3 separate regions of the Pan troglodytes genome follow, and all the other regions are linked to region 2. Evidence: chromatin contacts called from public Hi-C data. All regions are on one chromosome and are shown on one strand. Each heading gives the region's core, a stretch centred on a gene start, on an enhancer-like site or on the middle of the called end of the contact. The rest is flanking DNA. Distances are from core to core; before and after follow the strand shown.

Region 1 (2,847 bases), core at 282-2,781, 1.7 Mb after region 2:
TCTGAAAAAAAAAAAGAAAGAAAAAATCTCATGAAAATCCAACTCCACAGTCTATGACAAGCATATGGTGAAATGACAGGAAAATATTTTTTAAGGTCCACTTAGAGCTAGAAGTTCATTTCATAGATGACAGCATGCAGTAGGTTAAAGTATCCCTCCTCAGAGGCCCACTACCTAACACATGGCTTGCTAAACATTACATTGAAACAGAACAAAAGTGTCGAGCTTTTTGTCAAAACTGTTACTTGCATGGGGTACAATGGCAACTTTGTTACGTGCATATGCTCCAAGGTGGTCAAGTTACATGGGCTATACAAGAGCTAAATAGCTTACATTGTACCAACTAAGTAACTTATCATTCATTCTTTCCTCCCTTCTGAGTCCTTATTGTCTATTGTTCCACTCTCATGTGTGCAGTTTTCAGAGCCTGTTTTTTGTTTTTTGTATTTTTGAGGCGGAGTCTCGCTCTGTAGCCCAGGCTGGAGGGCAGTGGCGCGATCTCGGCTCACTGCAACCTCTGCCTGCCAGGTTCAAGCGATCCTCCTGCCTCAGCCTCCCGAGTAGCTGGGACTACAGGCGCGTGCCACCACGGCCGGCAGTCTTTTTTTTAGTGGACACGGGGGTTTCACCGTGTTAGCCAGGATGGTCTTGATCTCCTGACCTTGTGATCCGCCTGCCTCGGCCTCACAAGAGCCTGTGGACACTCATTGTGCTACTTGTTCCCTTCAGTAGGGGCAGGTAGATACGCAGGAGATACATTCCTCAAGGATAAAAACAGGAATACTTTTCAAAACTAAACTTCATCTGTAAAATTGACCCTATGACATGTCTTTTTTGAGTGATAATCCTTATCAGTAGGAGCAGGTTCTGTATGTGAAATTGATTTAGCATACCAACAGCCTGTGACCTGACTCCTGCATTATAGTGTGTTGAGCCACTACCACGTTTTGTCCACAGCTTGTATTTAACATGGAGCTAAGACACGTCTCAAAAGCTACAGCTTCCTTTTGGTGACAATTGAGGGGCTCTGAAAAGAGCCTTTTGGGGTTGGACAGACTTCTTGGGCTGATAGGAAAATATTTATGCCCTCTCCCCTCGGATGCGGCGCGCAAGCTGGATGTCTTTAGGCATAATAGTGACGCGCTTGGCGTGAATGGCGCACAGGTTGGTATCCTCAAATAGCCCCACCAGGTAGGCCTCGCAAGCCTCCTGCAGCGCCATCACCGCCGAGCTCTGGAAGCGCAGATCGGTCTTAAAGTCCTGTGCGATCTCCCGTACCAAGCGCTGAAAAGGTAGCTTCCGGATTAGCAGCTCGGTCGACTTCTGGTAGCGGCGGATCTCGCGCAGGGCCACGGTGCCGGGGCGGTAGCGGTGGGGCTTCTTGACGCCACCGGTGGCCGGAGCGCTCTTGCGAGCCGCCTTGGTGGCCAGCTGCTTGCGCGGCGCTTTGCCGCCGGTGGACTTGCGAGCAGTTTGCTTTGTTCGTGCCATGGCTAAGTAGACCTACCTACTCAACACAAACGAGAGAAAAAAACTGATCATCCCGTTATTTATAGCTGCCCTCGCGTTCTGATTGGACAGTAGACTGTGCCATGCCACGTCTCACACACGGAATTGGCTCCCAGTTTAATCTGCTAGTGAAAGGGAGACATTCCGCCTCTGTTTTGGGTCAAGAAACGTAAAATGGTTTTGCTAGCTAAAGAAAAACAAAAACGGAAACAAAAAAAAATCCCCCAAAAGTCTAGGATTTTTCATGCATCAAAATCCTGTTTAAATATAAGCTTGATAAATCTAAACTTGCCTTGCATTATTTTAATTACGAGGTGTCATTACTGATTTGACAAAAAGTTAAAGAACGTAAAGGAAAAGTGAAACTAGAGTAAATTTGTAAATGGAGGCATTGAAGGGGACATGAAATTCGAGCGTTGTGGTATGCCAGTATTTCTCAAATTTAAACGTACTTAATGTTTTAGAAGTTGGCCGACTTTTTCTGTAAAGGGCGATATTAAAGCATTTTGGGCGTTGCGGACCACAGTGTCAGTTACACAGCCCTCGCATTTGTAGCGGTAAAGTAATCGATACAAGATAAATGAGACCGGCTGTTTCACTATGACTTTTGCAAAAGCCAGAGAGGCGTTATAGATTTGGCCGTGTATCAGAGAAGCCGTCACTTTTAACCACTAAGTAATGCTGAAAGGGGCACCGAACCTCAAACTTCAGCGACTGCTTATGTGGAATCGCTGATTTGCCAAAACTGCCATACGTTTAAGTGTTCTTAAGAAATTAACTGTCTTTAGTCTACAGCTCTTTCACAGCCATAGAGGGTGCGGCCCTGGCGCTTGAGCGCGTAAACCACGTCCATGGCTGTGACTGTCTTGCGTTTGGCGTGCTCCGTGTAGGTAACTGCATCGCGGATTACATTCTCCAAAAACACTTTAAGAACTCCGCGTGTCTCCTCGTATATAAGGCCTGAGATGCGCTTAACGCCTCCACGCCGTGCCAGGCGTCGGATGGCGGGCTTGGTGATGCCCTGAATGTTGTCGCGCAAAACTTTGCGGTGGCGCTTAGCGCCTCCTTTGCCCAGACCCTTCCCGCCTTTGCCGCGCCCAGACATGTCTTGTACTAAACAAAATGCAACACTGCAAGCCTCGCAGCAGTAGTTTATATAGTAATAAATCGGACCTGATTGGGAACTCTCCACACCAGCTGCATCCGGTCGGCCGATTCACAGACCTTGCGCCCTGCCCACGACTTCAGGAAAAAATGGAAAGGGGGGTAGTTAAACTCCAGTTTCTAAAAATGATGCCCAGTTAAAAATTACTCAGCTCATCTTGCCCTTCTACAGTG
Region 2 (2,964 bases), core at 67-2,566:
ATCTGGCGCAGTGCTTACATCTTTAGTTCTGTACTGCCTTAGTGTTGTTATCAAAACTGACGCATATTAGGTTAAAAGACTATTACCGGGGCAGTTGGAAACCCAGGAGACACACCCTTCAGTATACTACGAAGGTGTGCGCCACTAAAACAGAGGGGGTGTCCTTCCTTAGGCAGTTACTGCCCAGGTTCCCACTCCGGTCCGCTATGTAAATCAGAGTCTCAAAACAGCTTTCCCACGATTGGTTAATATTTAAAATGACAGGACAGCCTATTGGCTAGAAGCTGGTGGCGAAATTATGACATTACGGCAACCGTTGATCCTGGCGACGTAGACAGGGACAGACAGCTGGGTCTGAAACCTAAGCGAGCTTGAGGTTATTTCCGGGAACGCCGAGTTAGCAAAATGGCCGCTTGTCTCCATTTTAAATTTAAGCACAACGAATTGACCCCAAACCCATTTTTAATGGCTGGCTTCTTTCGGGTTCAGGACCCTTTGTCCCTCTCTAAGCTGCAACATTTGTCCCCACCCCTCTCCAGTCCCTACATTCTAATACCCCTCCGCCGCCAAATAAAATTTGGCGTCTGGCCACAGCTCGTTTAGTGGGTATGTGGGTGGCTCTTAAAAGAGCCTTTGGGGTTAGGTGTTAAGACGCTTACTTGGAATGTTTACTTGGAGCTGGTGTACTTGGTGACCGCCTTGGTGCCCTCCGACACAGCGTGCTTGGCCAGCTCTCCGGGAAGCAGCAGGCGCACGGCCGTCTGGATCTCCCTGGAGGTGATGGTCGAGCGCTTGTTGTAATGCGCCAGGCGGGAAGCCTCGCCCGCGATGCGCTCAAATATGTCGTTAACGAAAGAATTCATGATGCCCATGGCCTTAGAAGAGATGCCAGTGTCGGGATGGACCTGCTTCAGCACCTTGTACACGTACACAGAGTAACTCTCCTTGCGGCTGCGCTTGCGCTTCTTGCCATCTTTCTTCTGCGCTTTGGTCACCGCCTTCTTGGAGCCCTTCTTCGGGGCGGGAGCAGACTTGGCTGGCTCAGGCATCTTAAAACACCAGAAATGTGTCGAAAGTAAAGAGCAGATTTCTGCTACTTATAGGGCTTTTATGCTAATGAGGGATGGAGAGTACCTCTTAGTTAATTGGAAGACAAACTGCAGAGTTGTCATCCGTGGGCAGAGCTATGCAAATGAGGTATGAAAGTACAGCTTTTCTATTGGCTATCTGACTAGCATTTGCTACCGACCAATCAAAAAGTCGGATTTACTCCCCAGGAACTACCTATAAAAGCAGCCATGTTTTACATATTTCTTGATTTTGTTTGTTTTCTCGTGAGCTTAGGCCGCTGGTTTTGGTAATTTTGTCTGATTGCAATGTCTGGACGTGGTAAGCAGGGAGGCAAAGCTCGCGCCAAAGCGAAATCCCGCTCTTCTCGCGCTGGTCTCCAGTTCCCGGTGGGCCGAGTGCACCGCCTGCTCCGCAAAGGCAACTACGCAGAGCGGGTTGGGGCAGGCGCGCCGGTGTACCTGGCGGCGGTGTTAGAGTACCTGACCGCCGAGATCCTGGAGCTGGCCGGCAACGCGGCTCGCGACAACAAGAAGACTCGCATCATCCCGCGCCACTTGCAGCTGGCCATCCGCAACGACGAGGAGCTCAACAAACTGCTAGGCCGGGTGACCATTGCTCAGGGCGGCGTCCTTCCTAACATCCAGGCCGTGCTTCTGCCTAAGAAGACCGAGAGTCACCACAAGGCCAAGGGCAAGTGATTTGACAGGCATCTGAGCTCCCGGAAACGCTATCAAACCCAAAGGCTCTTTTCAGAGCCCCCCTACCGTTTCAAAGGAAGAGCTAACCTCACTGCTTGTAGGTAGAAGGAAAAAAGGTACTAAGGTAAGTTAATTTTATGCCAACCTTGAGCAAAGCGTATTACTGCTTTTCGGTTTTTGGGGAGCTCTGTTACTAAAGGTTGGTCTGTTTGTATGTAATAGTAGGTCAGTTACGTACTATCATACTCTAAGGAAATATTCTAGTTAATGCTTTGTAAGATCGACCATAGTTAGTGCCTAACAGTTTACATGCAGGGATGCCTCGTGATCTAAAAACTTCCTTGTGATTACTTTAAAAATGTAAATTGAAGGCAAAACTCTAACGTGTTGGTAACCTTGTTTGGTCCTCCGACTAGTCCCCCGTCTATTTTTTTCTCAATTTAGGCTGTAGGCAGCCTCACTTTCCTAATTCTGTGAGAGTTACAGGTTCCATTCCTGCTAAAGTGCAGAGTATATTACCTAAAAGTTAACCAAGGAGTTGAAAGGTGTCTGTAAAAAACAGACTAATGTCCCTAATGTAGAACGGTGCCTGACATGCAACTTACTCTTGTATTTTAAGAAGCTCAAGCGTCTAGGTTGCCATTACAGGCAGAAAAGGAAATAGAGTGGGGCCTGTGGCCACTCAAAAACCTTTGCTTTCTGCTCACCCCTCTAATCGTACCACTTTGGGAGGCCGAGGGGGCTGATCACCTGAGGTCACGACTTCGACACTAACCTGGCCAACATGGTGAAACACCTCTCTACTAAATAAAAATAATAAATAAAATAAGTCGGGCGTGGTGGCACATACCTTGTAATCCCAGCTACTCTTGAAGCTGACGCAGGAGAGTCGCTTGAGCCTGGGAGGCGGAGGTTGTAGTAAGCCGAGATCGTGCCACTGCCCTCCAGCCTGGGCAACAGTGAGACACGGTCCCCCAAAAAAACCTTTGCTTCTAGGGATCTGGTAACAGCTGCCCCATCCACAAGAAATGGAGATCTGGGACCATGGACAAATTTCTAGAGACCTATTTTCCTGGATTCTGTGAATCTCGCCGAGGTTTTCTTCCGGATCTCGGTTTCTGCATTTTTTTGTTTGCTTGCTTGCTTTTTTGAAACGGAGTTTTGCTCCTGTTGCCCAAGCTGGAATGCAGTGGCG
Region 3 (2,974 bases), core at 235-2,734, 1.7 Mb after region 2:
TTATCTTTCCCTGTGTTCTCACTACCGTTTTATTAATCTCAGTTCTTTTTCACAGGGTAGCACAGAATTTAACTAGCAGAAAGAGATCCAGCCATGTAGACCAGAGATTTGTCTAAGTGACAGCATGTAAGAATCAGGAAGGAAGGTTTTTTGTTTAAATACCAACAGGTTCTTTTCTTAAAGCAATTATTTTTCAAATCTAACCCACAAGGTGATAGTATCCTTAAACCAATTAAATCAGAATCTCGGGTTGGATAACCTCAAATATGACTTATTAGCACTTCCCATTAATCACTGGTCCTTCAGGCCTTTAAGTTTACTTACTAGGAATCTCACTTTTAATACCATCTTATCAACTTCAGTTGTAAATAAGAGAACACTCAAAGGCTGAGGAATTCTCAGCTTTAGCTCTGCCCACGTTAAGTAACAAAGGATAAGTTAGTCTTTGTTGTGATCACTTTGTTGTACTGATAAGCTACGTATTTCTACTCAAGGATTCAAATTCTCACCTTTCTCAAGAATTGGGCCAAAACCGATAAACTAAACTTACTTACGGTCCACTGATTAAAGGTTGTTGCATAAGTTCTTGCTATGTTCAGCAGTTGGATTCACAGCGCCAGAAACCTATAACTGCTTGACTTTCCTCCCCAACTACACTGCGAAAATTGCCCCTTAAATGTAACTAACGCTAAAACCTCAAGAACAGTATCGTGGCCAGGCGTGGTGGCTCTCTACTGTAATACCAACATTAGGCATAGGCGAGGGGATTGAGGCCAGGATATCGAAACTAACCTGGGAAACACATGGAGACCCGGTCTTTGGAAAAATAATTAGCCTTGCGTGGTGGTGGGCGCGAGGTTCCGGCTAATCGGGAGGCTACAGTGAGCCATGATGACACTGCACTACAGTCTGCGCGACGGCCCATGTCAGTAAGCCCTGGAGCACCTGAAACAAGTTGTGTTGGGTATTTTATTTACTGGAGAGCGATTAGTGACTGATGCCTACTTACAGCGACTAGAGACGCATGCTCCGATAGCAGCACAAACTCAGCAGGCGCTAACAAATGGTAAAGAGAAACCGGGCAAACAAGCATCACGGCTCCTCAGCTGAGAAAGTGGGGGCCCTGAAAAGGGCCTTTTGTTGATAGAAAAGGACGCTCAACCACCGAAACCGTAGAGGGTGCGGCCCTGGCGCTTGAGCGCGTAGACCACATCCATGGCGGTGACCGTCTTGCGCTTGGCGTGCTCTGTATAGGTCACGGCGTCCCGGATCACGTTCTCCAGGAACACCTTCAGCACCCCGCGAGTCTCCTCGTAGATGAGGCCGGAGATGCGCTTCACGCCGCCGCGGCGAGCAAGGCGCCGGATAGCCGGCTTGGTGATGCCCTGGATATTGTCGCGCAATACTTTACGATGGCGCTTAGCGCCGCCTTTGCCAAGACCCTTCCCGCCTTTGCCGCGGCCAGACATGATGAGCAAGAGGAGTCTCACCCAACGCTTTGTGAGGACTCTGGCCTGAGGCAGCGCCTTTATACGACAGTTGGCGGACCGAACTGAGAACCTGAAAGAAGTCGGCGGGAAGTCCCGCCCCGGTGGGGGAGGGGAAATCTAAAGGGCCAAACCGAAATAGGGGGGGAAAAAAAGCTAGCTTCTTGTTTCCGTGTTCTGAATTTTGTAATGTGCAAAGTATTTTGTTACCACGTTATGAGGCTTTAAAAAATTGCTTTTGAACGCAGAAGATATACATCAATACTGTGGGAAATACAAGAAAGGACAAGAAATTAAGAAACTACAATCTGTTATCCCATCACACAGGCTAGTTAATAATGTATTTTGCAGAGCAGTTGCACATATTTTTCCAAGAAAATGTATACGGTGTTGTATATGGAGTTTTGTAACCTCCTTATATTGATTATAATTTAACCAATTTCTATTAAAGAGATAAAAGTGATGTTTTGGTGTCTATGTTTCTTAGGAATTATCAATAGTTTTAATCAGTTCCCCAGCAATTTTTTAATCGGCTGTATTTTAAAAATAATGTTTTCCACATTCAACATAAATTTACTTTTTCTCTATACTTGGGACCAATATTGAAATTTATGATTTTATTACACCAAAATTTAAATTTTTATTACATTATTTAAAATTGTATTAGAGGTCTCATGATTTGGTACTACGGGTCTCCGCATTATTTCCTTTCCAAATTTCCTAATCTGTTTCACCAAGGTTTCTGGACAACTTTAGAGACCTTTTGTGAAGTCTGAATAAAATCTCTTCGAAATTTTGATAATTGCGTTAGCTTTAGGACTTAATTGGAATAGAATTAAAATCCTTAAAACAAGTTCTTATAACTAGAAAATTGGTGTTTGTAGGTTTTGTGTGTGGGGATTTTTTTTTTTTTTGGATGGAGTCTCGCTCTGTCGTCAGGCCGGAGGGCAGTGGTGCAATCTCGGCTCACTGCAACCTCCACCTCCCGGGTTCAAGTGATTCTCATGCCTCAACCTCCGGATTAGCGCGGACTACAGGCATGCGCCACCACGCCCAGCTAATTTTTTGTATTTTTAGTGAAGACCAGGTTTCACCATGTTGGACAGGATGCTCTTGATCTCTTGACATCGTGATCCGCCCGCCTCAGCCTCCCAAAGTGCTGGGATTACAGGCGTGAGCCGCTTCGCTTGGACGCTTGTAGGTTTTTAAAAAGACACTGTATATGACCCAACTAAAGATTTGTTATCAACCATTATGGAGCAACTTTGATTCCGTATATTAGATTTTCTTTCTTATTAATAAATACAGGGTTATACTCTGAATTTTTTTTTTTTTTTTTTTTTTTTTTTTTTTTTTTTTTTTTTTTTTGTGGAGACGGAGTCTCGCCCTTTCGCTCAGGCTGGAGTGCAATGGCCCAATCTTGGTTCACTGCAACCTCCACCTCCCGGGTTCAAGCGATTCTCCCACCTCAGCCTCCCCTGAGTAGC

Evidence for each region. A called contact is a pair of places that touch in the nucleus more often than the background predicts.
Region 1: a Hi-C map of induced pluripotent stem cells shows a contact between it and region 2, with 2.4 times the contacts expected there. The contact joins the promoter of H4C12 here to the promoter of H2AC6 in region 2. A contact is called at or near these places in 1 of 7 Hi-C or Micro-C datasets (induced pluripotent stem cells) and 1 of 1 datasets of contacts at active chromatin or transcription factors (stem cell-derived excitatory neurons).
Region 3: a contact with region 2 is called in a Hi-C map of stem cell-derived neural progenitor cells, with 3 times the contacts expected there. The contact joins the promoter of LOC115945179 here to the promoter of H2AC6 in region 2. A contact is called at or near these places in 2 of 7 Hi-C or Micro-C datasets (induced pluripotent stem cells and stem cell-derived neural progenitor cells).

The regions. Positions count from the first base shown.
Region 1 is chr5:33,838,037-33,840,883 of NHGRI_mPanTro3-v2.0_pri, forward strand. It overlaps H4C12 (H4 clustered histone 12), which reads right to left and starts at 1,532. Exons shown (of 1, transcript NM_001374553.1): 1 at 1,047-1,532. The coding sequence starts at 1,491. The coding sequence ends at 1,081.
Region 2 is chr5:32,091,532-32,094,495 of NHGRI_mPanTro3-v2.0_pri, forward strand. H2AC6 (H2A clustered histone 6) reads left to right here and starts at 1,317. Exons shown (of 3, transcript XM_003311048.6): 1 at 1,317-1,893. The coding sequence starts at 1,377. The coding sequence ends at 1,769. H2BC4 (H2B clustered histone 4) reads right to left here and starts at 1,728. Exons shown (of 3, transcript XR_010157592.1): 1 at 660-1,728.
Region 3 is chr5:33,796,694-33,799,667 of NHGRI_mPanTro3-v2.0_pri, forward strand. It overlaps LOC115945179 (histone H4), which reads right to left and starts at 1,485. Exons shown (of 1, transcript NM_001374554.1): 1 at 1,117-1,485. The coding sequence starts at 1,469. The coding sequence ends at 1,158.